Regions from separate parts of the Mus musculus genome. Here region 1 is linked to region 2. The links are chromatin contacts, called in public Hi-C maps. All regions are on one chromosome and are shown on one strand. Each heading gives the region's core, a stretch centred on a gene start, on an enhancer-like site or on the middle of the called end of the contact. The rest is flanking DNA. Distances are from core to core; before and after follow the strand shown.

What was found. Hi-C and Micro-C count contacts between places; a contact is called where the count stands out from the background.
Region 1: a Hi-C map of regulatory T cells shows a contact between it and region 2, with 7 times the contacts expected there. The contact joins the promoter of Morf4l1 here to the promoter of Ibtk in region 2. A contact is called at or near these places in 1 of 39 promoter capture datasets (pre-B cells) and 1 of 484 Hi-C or Micro-C datasets (regulatory T cells).

What each region holds. Positions count from the first base shown.
Region 1 is chr9:90,112,733-90,117,490 of GRCm38.p6, forward strand. It overlaps Morf4l1 (mortality factor 4 like 1), which reads right to left and starts at 2,088. Exons shown (of 12, transcript NM_024431.3): 1 at 1,804-2,088. The coding sequence starts at 1,843.
Region 2 is chr9:85,747,430-85,752,172 of GRCm38.p6, forward strand. Ibtk (inhibitor of Bruton agammaglobulinemia tyrosine kinase) reads right to left here and starts at 1,905. Exons shown (of 29, transcript NM_001081282.2): 1 at 1,702-1,905.

The DNA of each region.
Region 1 (4,758 bases), core at 838-3,337, 4.4 Mb after region 2:
AGATTTCAAAATAATCCCATCAACACTGTTTCCTTTCTAGATGTTCTCTGGGTTATTATCAACCATTCTTGATTTCTAGTTTCTAACATCAACCAAGGATTTAAGCTTTTGTGCTCTGACAATCAGAAATCTATGGGCCTCTTGGCATGCTCTGCTACATAAAACATCAAATTACAAAGGAAACCAACTGTTTCGCAGAGTTGGCAAAACTACAGTGTACACCATCTTACACTATCTACAAGTGAGGACCAGCCAGCTCAGTGTCTTCCATAGTAGCTAACTCTTCACACTAGTTTTTGAGATGGTCGATTACTTTAGCTGTAGCTCACCCATGGGCTGACTGGACAATGAGCTAACAGAGATCCATCCACCTGCGCAGGTCTCCACACTCCCTGAACCTCCACTGGGTATAGAGCAACACCCCGTTCCCCATACACACACAAGAGTTTCTCTGTATAGTTCTGGATGTCCTGAAAAGCTCTAAGTAGACCAGAATGGCCTCAAACTCAGAGATCCGCCTGTCCTTGTACATCGATTAATTAAAACGTTTCGATTTGGAACTTGAGACTTTTAAAAGTCTGGCACTTTACTGGTTAAACATCCTAGAACAGGAGTTACGCAAGCGCCTGGACCCAGCATGTATGATGATAAACACAGACGGCCGTATCTGGCAGTAACAAGTTTAAAGTGTTCCTTTTTATGCTTATAGTTTTATTTCCTTTAGTATATCAGTAAATCACCTCGACAGATGAGTTGTGAGAACCGAGTAACTGCTTTCCATTAGCAGTAACCGTTCATCAGCAACGTTCTCAGTCAAAGCCAACTAATAAGCGTTAGCTTTCAAATCGCCATTAAAATCGAATACTACTACAACCAGTCAAGCAACTACTGTATTTAAAAATGACAAAGAGGCCATGCATCTCAAGATGGAAACGCCCTAAGGAGGAACTAAAAACTGTTTCCACGAGAACCGCTCGGCAGAGCACAGAGTACTTAAAGGGCCCTGGCGCACAGCTCCAAAAACAGCAAAACGATGCCCTCAGGCAACAGCAAGCCTAGGAACTCGCTCGGGCGGCTCCAGTTTTATTTTTTTTTCTGTCCCCACCCATCACTCAGAGGCAAGAGGAGGAACTGGTCTGCGCGTGATCGCCGTGCCAGGGGGCGCTGCATCTGGCCCGAAGCTGCGTGTAAGCTGCGAGACGCCGGCAGCCATGATGGCGCGGCCATCTTGCCGCGGCCATCTTACAACGCAGTTCTCCCGCCGCGGGGCGCACAGCCCACCCCCCATCCCCTGTCCTCCCAACAGCAGAACTCCACACAACGCCGAGACAGAGCCGCTCGTTTGTCCAACAGCCTCGAACCTTCGGCCCACAGTCGCCCGCGCGGCCCGCGGCCGAGAGCTAAGCGGGGAGGATGCGCTGCCGCTGCTCCCCTCCCCCACGCCACATCACCTCCCAACCGTCGCCGTCGCCATCGCTCACCCGCCCGCCGGGCACCTCCCTTCAATAGACTTTCTCCGCTCTCGGAAAAACAAACAAACAAGCGCCGAGGCTCTGCCACACGCACGGAGATGCCCTCGGCCCTGGCCGTGGCCGGGGGCTCGCTTTCGCGCCACCGAGCACTGTCGCGGATGACGCACTGAGATTACCCTCCGCAGTGCGCCTTTCCCCCTTACAAAGCAAGGCCTGCACGGTTTCCCCCGGCCGCAAGCCCCGCCGACCCCGACCCCCAAACCTCCAGCGCCCTGAGTCAGCCTCTCTCCCGTGCACCGTTAGATGCCTCTCCCCAAAGCGGCACACTCACCCTCCTGGAATTTCGGCTTAGGGTCCTGCTTGGGCGCCATTTATAAGTGATTCGCCGCCTCCTCCTTCTCCCACCACCCCCGACTACCGCCCCCTACTCTCTACCCCACCCAACTCAGCGTCAGACGCGCCGTCGGCCACAGCCAGCTCTACATCCTGGGCGCGATTTGCCAGCGCCGCCTGACCTCACAGCACCGCGACCCGCGCAGCCGCCGCCTCAGCCAACGGCTAACCGCTACGCACACAAGCCTGCGCCCGTGCCGCCCAGAGGCATGCCGGGATTGGTAGTTCGACCTCGGATGACGCCAGCAGGGTGGGGGAGGGGAGTGGGAGACAATTGCCCCCCCCCCACGCCCGCGATCCACCACCGCCCCTGTCCCCAACCCCAGCCCTCTAAGTATCCAGACCCCAGAGGCTTGTTAAAACCCAGATTTTTATTTTCTGTAGGTGACAAAGAGGAAGGAATAAGTAAATCACTAGCTAGTGACGAAAGGATGGGAAAAACTCAAGGGGGGCAGATGCTTAGATAGGAAATGAAGCCAGGTAAATGTGGTGGGGTGTTGAAGTGGCCTGAGGACAGGACTGTCTCTGCAGCCTGAGTTCCACGGCATCACCAGGACTTGGCCTAGGAGAGCGCTGGAAGCCAGAAATGAAGCTAGATGCGAGTGAGAAGGTGATCCTCTCCAGAAGCTTCGGTGTCTAGAAAGCCATGCCCTGTTTGAGGGAGTTGGGGGTTGGGAGGGGGTGGGGGTCCGGTTCCCATGACTATTTGTAGATTGCAGCTTCTGACTCTTGAAGTACTTAGTCTCACTAAAGGGGGCAAACCTGGATTGCTGTCAAAGTCAAGGTTCCATACTTAACCCCTTTGTACCATCTTTTGCCATCTTATTTCTTTGGGGTAGTATTGGATGTATACTCAAAAAAAAAAAAACCCAACCCACAACAACAACAAAACCTCTCTTCACATTGTTCCTATGTTCAAAAACTCCTTAATGTACTCTGCTGTGAAATAACACTGTACCCCTGTACCCACTAAATTACATGAATTGCACACAAAGGATCAGAGCTGTTAATTAGGGAGATAAGTCAGAAAACAGTCACCCTGATATTTGAAGCCCTTCCACACTTTGTAGCTACCTAATTATCCTAGGCAAACCTTTATGTCAAAGCCTTTTCTCTTTTCAACAGAGTCTTACTAAATATATTTAACCCTGGCTTGCCTGGAACTGGCTATATAGACTGAGAGGACCATGAACTCACAGTGTCTAGCTCCTGAAACTCTGTCTCTATTTTTTTTTCAGTTATTTTTTTTTTTTTTTTTTTTTTTGAGACCAAGTTTCTCTGTGTAGCCCTGGCTGTCCTGGAACTAGCTCTGTAGACCAGGCTAGCCAAAACTCAAACATTTACCTGCCTCTGCCTCCCAAGTGCTGGATTTAGAGGTATGCACCACCAAACCTGGTTCTGATGTACTTTAAACTACTTTGTGAAAAGTTTTCTCAGGTTACATTTCAACCAGCAAGTTGAGGATACCTGTTTTCCCACATCCTTGCCACACATGTTATTTCCACTCTCTGATTTTAAATCAACAGAAGTATGTTGTGCAGAAGAAGCTAGGTATAAGAGTGAACATTTTCATCATTGATTCAAAATCAGGACAGCAGCCAGGCAGTGGTGGCACATGCCTTTAATCCCATCACTTGAGAGGCAGGCAGATTTCTGAGTTTGAGGCCAGCCTGGTCTACAGAGTGAGTTCCAGGACAGCCAGGACTACACAGAGAAACCCTGTCTCGAAAAACCAAAAAGAAAAAAAAGAAAAAATCAGGACAGCGTTCAATTGGATGTCCAGGGTGGGTAGAGGGAGATAAATATGAAAGAGGTACTTTTCCACGGGTAACTTTGATGTCTCCATGATGTCGCCCCCAGAGTGATAGTTAATGTTTCCTTTGCTGTTCATTGTTGAACCAATAAAGTCCTGTTAAGTACAAGAAGAAAAAAAAAAGGGCACTAAGGAATCTTGGTTTTTAGATCTTTTATGATTACGTGAATTTTGGGGCATGTCCAAACATACACATAAATTAATAATCTTTACCATATCTACATTATACCTTAATAACAAATTTTAAAATTTATTTATTGTGTGTTATGCAGCTGTTGGAGGTCAGAAGACAACTTGCAAGAGTCAGTTCACTCCTATCATCTGGGTTCTGGGTATAGAACTGAGGCCATTAACCTTAGCAACTGGTCCTTTTATCCGTGGAGTCAGCTCAACAAAAATATGTTTATGGTCGTTTAGAAAGATTTCATTATGGGCTGGAGAGATGGCTCAGTGGTTAAGAGCACTGACTGCTCTTCCAAAGGTCCGGAATTCAAATCTCAGCAACCACATGGTGGCTCACTACCATCCTTAATGACATCTGACGCCTTCTCCTGGTGTGTCTGGAGACAGCTACAGTGTACTTACATATAAAAATAAATAATAAATAAATCTTTTAAAAAAAGATTTCATTATGAGGACTGAAGAGATGGCTAATCAAGAGCACTAGTTCAGGGCCTGGGTTCAATTCCCATCACTCACAGGGCACCTCAGGGAAACTCCAGTTCCAGCTGTGCACGCCCCTCCCTCTTTTTAAACATATTCTGTGTGCATGCTGTGTGTATCTGCACAAGTGCCCCAGCCCCCATGTGAGGCAGAGGGAGGCTATGTGGAGTTGGTTCTCTCCTCTCACCTTCTGAAACTCAAGCCTTCAGGACTGCAAGACAAGAGTCATTATTTGTTGTGCCATTTTAAAATTAGATCAGAAGAGCTTAATCTAGAAGCCCATGAGCACAATTGTTTTCTCCATACTCAAGCTAAAATTTAGTGTTTCCTTTATAATGAAGATAGTGGGGCTGAAGAGATGACTCAGCAGTTAAAAGAGCTACTTGCTCTTGTAGAGGACCTGGGTTCAATCCCCAG
Region 2 (4,743 bases), core at 655-3,154:
AATGCTTGGCCCCCAGTTAGTTCAACTGTTTGGGAAAGACTGGGAGGTATGGCTGTGTGTTGCTGTGACCTTGATAGATGAGGTGTGTCACTGGAGGTGAGCTTTGAAGTTTCAAATGCTCAAACCAGGCCTGGTCAGTCTCAGTCTCTGTTTGTCTCTCTTTCGGATCAGGTGTGAGCTCTCAGCTACTGCTCAGTACCATGACCCAAGTACGTAGCTTCCCTAAGGACCCTGAGCAAACCTCTGAATTTTCTCAAAGCTTCAATATTTTCATTTGTAAAAAGTGAGATTAAGGGCTGGAGAGATGGCTCAGCTGGTAAGAGCACTGACTGCTCTTCTGAATTCAAATCCCAGCAACCACATGGTGGCTCACAACCACCCTTAATGAGATCTGACACCCTCTTCTCGTGCATCTGAAGTCAGGTGCAGTGTACTTATGTATAATAATAAATAAAATCTTTGGGCTGGAGCAGTCAGGGACTGAGTGAGCGAAGTTGAACAGAGCGAGCAGAGCCGACTAGAGCAAGCAGAGGTCCTAAAAATTCAATTCCCAACTGTACAGCTACAGTGTACTCATATGCGTAAAATAAATAAATAAATAAATAAATATTTTTTAAAAAAAAAGGAAGAAAGAAAGAAAGAAGTTTGGGCATACTCATTCAGTCTAGAATTTTATAATCCACAAGCATCTTGAACGTTTAAAATGTAATGAAATCATCACACAAAAATTGGCACACAGAAAAAAAAAATTGGCACACAGAAAGCCCTTCAAACAAGATTTACTAAAAAGAAAAAAAAAAACCGAAGATTAACATATCCAATTGAAAAACTGTAAAGCTGCGATGTGACTCAAGTTTTGCAAAAACTTTTTTAGAAAACACGTTTTAGAAAATAGTTCTGTCCTCAGGTACGGTGAAGCAGGTCTCCAAATCAATAAAAACAAATGAAAGTAACTCCACTGAGAAGTGAGGAACTGATGACGAAAAACACACACACACACACACACACACACACACACACACAAAACGTTTGGTAATTTGCATATGGAGGTAACCACACTAACTATGGGGGGGGGGGGGGAACTACTTCAAATGTTACCTACTTCGAGATAAAGGAAACAGGTGCTACTCAACTTCTCCTCCTTGAAAAATATCCCCTCTGACTAACACGACTCATGTTTTATGACTGTGTTAGATAACAGAGTTAAAGACGGCTTAAATCAGGGTTGGCCATTTCCCCTCGGATCCAAAATGCCTTTGCAACCTGATAGCTACGAACAAAAGGCCCCTCTATCCTGTCTCTGCAGAACAGACCCCAGTCCACTTCCACCCAGCAGCGAATGCTCAGAGCAAGACCTGCTTCTGCAAACTCAGCAAGGCCCGCGGGAACTCAAACTTTGTAAACTCCACCAAGGGTTTAGGGGACATGGGAGCCTCTAGGAAGGGATCCAAGGGAGGTGACACCAGTCAACCCTCGGAACCAGAAAAGCATCGTCGCTGGAGGGCGTGTCGGGCAGCTTGGCGACGTAGCACTTGGCGGGACAAGGCCATTCATTAGCTGGCAGGGGCGGCGGGGCTGCGCTGCCAGGCCACCCGCCCGTGCCACGCGGCGCGAAGCTCGGCAGCCGCCCCCTCCGCGAGTTCCCTCCCCGGGCCCCGCTCCCCTGCCGGGCTGGCAGGACGCCTTCGCCGTCGCCCTCACCAGTCGCTAGATGAAGGTGCGCCGGCGGTCTCCGCGGGGCAGGCGCGCGGCCGCGCAGGGACTCATCCTTAGTGAAAGCTACCGGGGACAACGAAGGGAGCCAGGAGCCGGGACGCCCGAGTCAGCTCCGGGGACGGCTGCACGGAAAGCGACAGCCGCGACTGTCGGCGCCGGGACCGGGTTCGGGGAAACCTGAGCTAGAGCGGGCGGGACTCGGGAATAAGACGGGCGCTGATTGGCCGGAGTTCGTGTATGCCCCACAGTGATTGGTCGGGGCCTGCCCACAAGGCCTAGCGTGGCAGTACCTCAGCTGTGGCCTTTCCCTAGTATCCCAAAGGAGCATGACCCCTGCCGGCCTTGGTGCGGTCGACACTGGCTGCCGCCCTACACTCAGAACCAGTACTGCCCCTCTTGGTGCCAGATGTCACCCTAGGAGATCTGTCTCCCCGCAGGTCGACACTCGGAAAGGAGGTTAAGGCTGGGATGGAGGAAACAAGGAACTGGCTGGATGCCCAAGCACCACTCCGTAGAAACGTGGGCATCTTAGAAAAGTTGCTTCCCGGATCACTCGTAGTGGGATAACTGGAAAACCAGAGGTGTCCTCTCCCCAAGACTGGGCCCTGCTGCTCTGTGCCCCGCCTGTTGTGCCCGGATTGTCTGAGTGTCACTCTCTTTTTGTCAGAAGGCGCCATAGATTTTTCAGATCGCCACTGTGCGACCAGCTGCTGACTTGGGTCACATCTGTCTGCCTGACGCCAGGCTTACAATAGGTTTTCCTCCCTGAACTCTTAAATCTACAAGCCATTTTAAAGGTTGCAAATTGTGTGCCAATAATCAGTCCAGAACGGAAAACATACTCCTGCTGAAGTCTGATACAGAGGCGCCTTAGTAAACATGTGTTCAGGGAGGAGTAGCATGACTCAGAGAAAAACAGCACTTGGAGCCCAGAGTTGTTTGAACCTCGGCCCTGTTTGTGTTGCTGTATGAGCCACTGACACCATCATCTATTAAACGGAGTTAAACTCAATACCCTCTTAGACTGCTTCAGCCCAATTGCCTGTTTTGTAGACTTTGTAGGAAAGTAAGTTGCTAGATCAAACTGAAGGAGAGATGGAAACAGACCTAGCTCCCCAGCTCTCCTCCCAGTGCAAGGACTTAATTTGCTTTCTTACTTCCTACTCTGACCCATTCTGTAATGTATAAACAGTGACTTGGAAGGAAGCTGTGTACACACTCATGAACAAAGACGCTCAGTGATCTGGAAGCTAGTGATGTAAATAAATGTGTTGCCCTGAGTTCACATCTTTTATCTGTCTCTTCTTTGTATTGGGTAAGTCATTTAGGTTTTCTGAAGCCTTAATTTCCTCATCTGCAAAGTGGGAATGGAATACATGTTGCTGTAGTGAAAATGTGTTGATAGACGCCCGCAGCACTTAGCAGAGTGCCAAGCACACAGTAACACCACCTAGAAGTTGCCATGTCTCAAACGCTTGTAAGCATTGGGGGTACAAAATGTCCATACGGCCATAATCATATACACAAAAATTAATTGCAACTTTAACGAATCTGTGAAAGAAAATAAGAGGTTTCATCTGACCCCCCCCCCCAAAAAAAATGACAAACTAGGGAAGAAGTAGAAAATAACTAGGTGAAGCAGAAAAAGAAAGACCAGCATCATGCCAAGGAATGAATGTCTTTGCCGTTGGAGATGGGGGACGAAACTGGTCCTGCTTCAACAAGGATCAGAAAGAGAATATTAGAAAGCTGCTTACAAAGTAAAACTTATCAGCCACAGTTGCCGCGGTGCTGACCAAACTGAGACTCTGACATAACGTTATTTATTATCTATGACACGAACAGCCTGAGTTTTATATTTTTATACACTGTTGGGCTTAAAAGGAATCTAGTTGGTGGCACCAACTGATATCATAAATGCAGTAGTGTTAGGTGGCCACATAAGTTAAAACATTCCGAGCTAATAAAGATTTAATCTTTTACTGTAGAATGAAAGCAAACTGTGCAGCTTTTACCCCAAGGTGAGAATGAAGCACATAACACCAGAGGGTAAATGGTCTGCGTGATCGCTGCTGAGACAGAAGGACCCGGCTTCACCTCCTCATCCTTTTCGTTTCCTCTTCTCCCATTGCTTCTGCTCTCCCCTTTTATGCAGGTTTAGCAATATTGGTGGTTATTATATTTAAGGTTTTTTTCCCCTTCACACCTTTTCTAAAACTTTTATGCATTTTGTTTCAATTCTGGGCAATCTTTTTCTTTTCCTACTTGTTTCTGTGTTCCTTCCTAGTGTACTTTTAGTAATATTTTGGATTTTATCTTATTAGTTGTAAAGAAGCTTATGTCTTCTTTTTTATTTCCCTTATGTTTATCTAATTTATTTTTGAGCCTTCTCGTTATTGAGGAGTTCTTTTCCCTTTCTTGCTAACTGCTTCTTCATTTTTCTTTCCTTCCATAACAGTCTTCTCCACTCCTCTTCTTTTTCCTTTGACTTAACTTTGCTTCTGCTCCAGTTTGCTAAGACCTTGACTCCTTTATCTATTACAATATTAACCATAAGTGACTGTTTATCTCATGCCAGACTCCACATTAGTTTTGCCATTTTCTGTTTTGCATCTTTGGTGATATACCGAGACTTAATTGGCTTTGGTGTATTCTTATATTGCACAGTTTGATGTTGTTGCTGTTACAATAGTTCATTGTTTCCTCTCTGAGTGGTACTTTCTCTGGGAAAGGATTCTTAATGTGAAAATACTCAGATACAGCTAAAATGCATTGAGAGATATTCCACTGAAGAGATGTAAAACTTTAACACACACACACAAACCATAAGAAACATGAAAAGGCACAGCAACATAACTCTCTAAGAACATCCTGTGAAACTGTAATTCCATGATTATTGAATCCAAAGACACTGAAATAGGTACAGTGTCAGCTGAAGGTTTTTAAGGTTTACTAGTAAAATCTAGCTTAAAGAGGATGCAAACAAGCAGATGGATTCAATCTAGGGCATAAAGAAAAAAGTAATGA